2 separate regions of the Mus musculus genome follow, and region 1 is linked to region 2. A link is a contact called in public Hi-C data. All regions are on one chromosome and are shown on one strand. The core of a region is the stretch at or near the end of the contact, and the rest is flanking DNA. Distances in the headings are between cores, read along the strand shown.

Region 1 (2,700 bases), core at 81-2,580, 120 kb after region 2:
GAAGGGCTCAGCCTACTGTGGGTAGGACTATTCTTTGAGCTTGTGGTTCTCTGCTGCATGAAAAAAGCTGATATATATATATATATGTATATATATATACATATATATATACACACACACATATGTATATATGGATATATATGTATGTATATATGTGTATGTGTATACATATGTAAATGTAAAAGCATGCAGACTAGATAGGCCATATGTGTGTGTATGTGTATATGTGTATATGCATATAAAATATATATATAGCACACACATATGCTTATATGTAGGTAACAACAATTAATGGAAAAAGAGAAGCCATGAGTTTGAAAGAGAGCTAGGAAAGGTATATGGGAAGTGTTGGAGGGAAGAAAGGGAGAAATAATATAATTATAACCTCAAAAAATGGCAGAGAAAAAAGTTTTATCCTTAAAAAAACATGTGTAGGAGCAAACCAGAGAGCAAGCCAAGACACAGCCTTACACTGTGGCTTCTACTTCAGTTCCTGCTTGACTGCACTGATTTCCCTTAATGGTGCGCCGAGACCCAGAAGTGCAAGCTGAATAAATCCCTTTTCTCACCTAATTGCTTTGTGTCATTATGTCTATCCCAGCAACAGAAACCCAGGTAGAACAATTGTTGAACAGAAACATCTCCAGAAGATTGCTTTCAGTTCTGGCCCTGCGGCTTGTGATTTCAGACTAAATAACCCGTTTTCCTAAGTACTTTAAAATGCAACTTGTTAAACCCTCTGCAGTCTTTGCGTGGCTCTGTTTGATGAAGCCTCTAGTGCATGAAGGGCTCACGCGTAGTCATTGCTGAGGGGTCTCACGAGGGCTAGGCACATGCATCTCGTGTCCTAAAACAGTCGAGAGAGAATGAGACAGACGTGAAAATACACACACAAAAGGACTGGTCAAAATTCACAATTACTGGCAAGACATTAACAGTAAGGTATGAGATGTGGAGCCTTTAGCTAGAGCTTGATAGCAATCCTGGGTGCCAGGGTGGGGCAGAACAGAGAGTCTTTGAAATAGTATACCCACCAGGCAGGAAGAGAGTGAGGCACAAAGCTGCTTCAGCTTCCCAGGGAAACCCAGGTGGCTGTAGGTAAGAGTTCAAAACAACTGCCACTGATCTGGAGCTGAATTACCGTATATAGTGAGCAGCGATTCATAGGTCAGCATCCTGGGCTTCATCTCGAGCATTAACACATTCACCTTCCGTGCCATACAGTACTTTATTGCTTCCTGGGGTTAAATGAAAAAAAAAAAAAAAACTATCTCCCAGAGTCTCAGGTATTTGGACAGTTGGTGGCGCTGTCGGTGGCTCTTCATGTGGTGAAGCCTTGCCTTGCTGGAGGAAGTAAGTCATGGGGAGATAAATGGCTTTGGGAGTAAAAGACCTTCTTCGGTTTTCAGTCAGGACTTTGTGCTCCCAGCTCTGCACCTGAGCTCTCAGCTTCCTGAGAACACAGCACTGCCAACCTGTCATTTGCTGCTGTGTTCTCTGCCACAATGGACTCTTACCCTTGAGGAAACTGAACTGTGAGTGTAAACAGACTCTTTTTGTAGGTCAAGGAGGAAGCCCTGAGTGTATGTGTATTATGACATGGGCACGACTGTGTCTAGAACGGCCAAGGCCTTAGACCCACAAAACAATTGGCAAAACCGCCATGTGGTTGGGGCTTAAGAGAAATGCAAAGCTTTGCTTGGGAGTCTGAGTCTTTCTGGAGGCTTGATTAACTTGTGCAAAGACTAGCACCTCTGACTTCCTTCTCGAAAGTGTTTACAGCCTAGGACTGGTCTCCCTACAGAGACTAGCTACAGAACACCCAGCCCCACTGTACTTGTTATGTTAGAATGGCAGTTTGTCCAGACAGATCACACTAGGCCAGCACAGTTCCACAGGACTCTAGAGGTTTATTGTGTGTGTGTGTGCGGGGGTGGGGGGTGGAGGATGGTGGCAAAGGGGGACAACGATGATGAAGAAGGAAAGAGAGTGAAGGTTAGGAGGGGCCTGCCTTTTATTTGGGCTGTGATGTAACCACGCACAGGTAAATGTGGGCAGGTGGGCCAGGTGGATGCTGGGCATGTATGGTGATTGCCATGGCAACAGATGTACTGGTCCCTGTCGCCTATGTTGCTGGATTCAGAGGTGACCTTCTACTGTAAATCCAGTTTCTGATGCCAAAATACCTCCCTTCGCTTATCATAAAGAGAAGAAAAAAAGAGAGGAGGGAGAAGCCTATGGTAAAAGGGGAATAGGGGCAACAGATCTCTTAAATTCCTTCCCGCTGTCTAGGGGTGTCGACAATTTTGGGTTATAGTTGACTTTCATCATTGGGGTCCACTTGGTAGATGTTAGCATCAGGCTCCTCTGTGGACAGGAGCTGGTAATCCTGTAACAGGAACTGATTAATACTTTGGTTAGACATTTTTTGTTTTTGTCATTGAAGGAATGTAGAAACAAGATTAATGAGGCAGGGAGCAAATAATAACACCAGGAGGTTGACTAGGAAAGGCGTTATGAAAGGGACTATCTACTTCCATATAGGGTTTTCAAAAATCCCAGAACTAGAGGTCTCACGTATGTCTGATTGCAGCTCCTGAATTTTATTTCTCACTATCCCAGTTGGTTAACGTAGAAACAGCATTCTTCTTGAAGAAATAGGCAAAGACCACCTTCTTTGGCTGTCAAAACATCTAGCCC
Region 2 (2,700 bases), core at 25-2,524:
CCACTTGGAAAGACCAAGGACCGTGACAGCAGACCTCCATTTAATCATTAGCCACTTCTGTTTCTTTTGAAGGCTCCAGCATCTGGCACCTTTTCAGGTTCTGACGTCTGGGTCTTTTGTAGTTCTGATCTTGCAAGAGACGGTTTATATTTAATAGTACACTTCAAAACAACGGAAAGAATCTTAAACAGTCTGTAGAACTGGCAACTTTGCTTTTTATGAGGAGATTTTTTCATTCTTTAAATATTTATCATGTATTTACGATACATTTTTTCCCCTTCTTTTTCTGATGCTCACTGTTTTCTGCAAACGTCTGAGTTAATGAAGATCTTTTCCCACTGCAAACAAGTGCAGAGGTAGTTGGGCTTGAGGCATGATTTGATCTGTAGAACAAACGATGCCACCAGGAAGCCTTTCTCCCACTCTCTAAGCTCCTTTCCTCCGTGTTAACACCATTCCAAGGCAAGCACTCCCACAGGGCTACGAGAGAAGAGGCTGAGCAACAGCTTTAGGCTTAAGCGACTTCCCGCTCAGCTGCTGCAACCGAAGTGAACTACTTTTTCTGATAGCGAAAGTCTGAGCTGGCTTCCATCAGTGCAGATTGGGGTGGGTAAGTATGCTCACCCCTCAAGGGGGAGGCTTCCTGCTCATCAGATTCCTCCAATGAGGCCAAATGCGACACTGGTCAAACTCAAAAGAGCCAAGCAAACTGCCACAATAGTGGAACTAAAGTTTATCACACAATTAGTTCAGTTAGTTTACTTGAGATAGCCGTAACACTTAAGATACTAAAGCTGTAAGAAGAAACTTTAGGCAAGTCGTATTTAAAAGTGTAATTGAGCGAGTGATGATTTGCTAATTGGCAGCCCTTCAAACCAACAGAGGTTCCCAGAAGTTCTATCCCAGAAAATGGGTACAACAGGAAATAGAAGTGAGGTGGAGGCTGCTGGCCTTTCCTGAGTAGTGTCTTGTGCTGTGCAGTTTCAAGGTCAAAGCCCTGCCTGATTGTTGCTGAGGGCAGGGCATTGTTCAAAGAGCCTCTTCTTTGGTCTATTTTGTGGGTTTAATAACGCAGTGCTCTTCCTAAATGCTACCTAGTGAACAAGGTTACAGCTTCAGCAGACTGTACTGAATATGCCGAAATTTTGTCACAGACACATACACAGCTTGATTGATTATAGCTCAGAATGTCTCTCATTCGAATGCAGCCAGCTGGCCACGCACAAGTGACGGAAGCTGGACTGCTACCATTAGCTGAGACAGCTGCTTGTTAAGGAGACTAACAAAGGGAAAGGAGAGAGCCGAGGGCAGGGGCTGTGAGGTGCAGCGACAGGGACAAGGACAGAGGTGTGGGGTGGGGGTGGTGAGAACAGTGGAGAAGAAGAAGAAATAAGAGCCGTCTAATGATAGTCATAAGATGCTACAATGAAATCTATTTCTGCGCATGCTAATGCAGCAACTTAATAAAATATAAACTTAAAATGATACATAGTATCTGTTAACTTTTCAGTGTATGTTGAGGTCTCCTCAGGGCAGTTTGCGGGTTAGTTTATCAGTGCACACCGAGGCATCTTTCTCTTCCTTTCCCATGTCATCACCTGGCATGTCTTCGATTATTAATTGTGTGAAGAGGTCAGCTCAGGAACTTTAGAAAATTCCACAGGACCTCTCCCCTCCTAGAAGAGAAAGGTCATAGGCACCCTTCCCCTCCGGAAGGGTGGGGCTAATTACATTCCTCAGAGCACCTGAAGGAGAGACAAACCATCTGCGGGTAGGGGAGGCCCAGAGCTTGTAGCCACCTACCTCATTCCCTAAAGACCAATCAGTTTAAAAGTCACACTGTTCTGCCAATCACATTGTGCCTAATGGCTGCTGCCTGGAGAACTGTATAAAGGCTCACCGAATGGGCTGCGCGTGGTTGTTCTCTCTCCGTACGCAGGGTGACCCCAACATGTTGGAACAATAAATTCCTCTTGCTTTTTGCATCGATTCCTGGCTCTGAGTCCTTCATTAGGGAGTCCCCAGTAAACTAAGGCTTGCCAGAGTCTTACACTACCTCCTAACTGAACCGCTCTCAACATTAGAGCCAAAAGTCACCTTTGTGGTTGATTCTCTCTCTCTCTCTCTCTCTCTCTCTCTCTCTCTCTTGCTCTCTCTCTCTCTCACCCTTACTATCTCTTATTTCATTGGAAATTAAGTATCTTTTCTCTCTGATATGCATGTCATAGACACACAGACATACAAGTAATCAATGAAAAAACAAAGTCAAAAATCAACATTTAATTCTCTCTATCTCTGTCTTTCTCTGTCTCTGTCTCTATCAGTGTGTCTCTCCATCTCTCTCTCATTGTGTGTGTGTGTGCATATGTGTATGTGTGTGTGTACATGCTCTTGTGAAAGAGAGATGGTTCTCAGAAATTCTTGGCATTTTTCCAGTATATTTTTTACATATAACAGCAATATTTCCATATCAGCTGACTTACTGACAAAATAAGAAATTAGTGAGTCAACATGTGCTCAGGCCAATGGGACCCTTTCACCAAAATCTGACTAAAGGCATCATTACAGTTGGAGAAAAACAAGAATTGAGAAGCAGTATCCTGATACATTGGTTTCATAAGGGAATTTCTTAACCTATTTCTAGACCATGGTTAAAACCACATGTGCTGCTGATAGATGAAATAGATAGTATCCTGTTGG

Evidence for each region. A called contact is a pair of places that touch in the nucleus more often than the background predicts.
Region 1: a contact with region 2 is called in a Hi-C map of cerebral cortex, with 2.4 times the contacts expected there. The contact joins the promoter of 9330182O14Rik here to the enhancer-like site in region 2. A contact is called at or near these places in 19 of 484 Hi-C or Micro-C datasets (the Ba/F3 cell line, the G1E-ER4 cell line, the HL-1 cell line and 12 more), 4 of 115 datasets of contacts at active chromatin or transcription factors (acute myeloid leukemia, bone marrow-derived dendritic cells, double positive thymocytes and 1 more) and 2 of 9 other capture datasets (embryonic stem cells and pancreatic islet).

The regions. Positions count from the first base shown.
Region 1 is chr15:40,133,035-40,135,734 of GRCm38.p6, forward strand. It overlaps 9330182O14Rik (RIKEN cDNA 9330182O14 gene), which reads left to right and starts at 1,331. Exons shown (of 4, transcript NM_001256056.1): 1 at 1,331-1,535.
Region 2 is chr15:40,017,702-40,020,401 of GRCm38.p6, forward strand. No RefSeq gene overlaps it. Among named protein-coding and RNA genes, the nearest start is that of Gm33251, 26 kb to the right of the region's middle. Within about 2 kb of position 1,275, at least 36 of the 459 cell types and tissues checked have an H3K27ac peak or open chromatin away from gene starts, as enhancers often do. A contact at or near this core is called in cerebral cortex and embryonic stem cells, where this site is marked.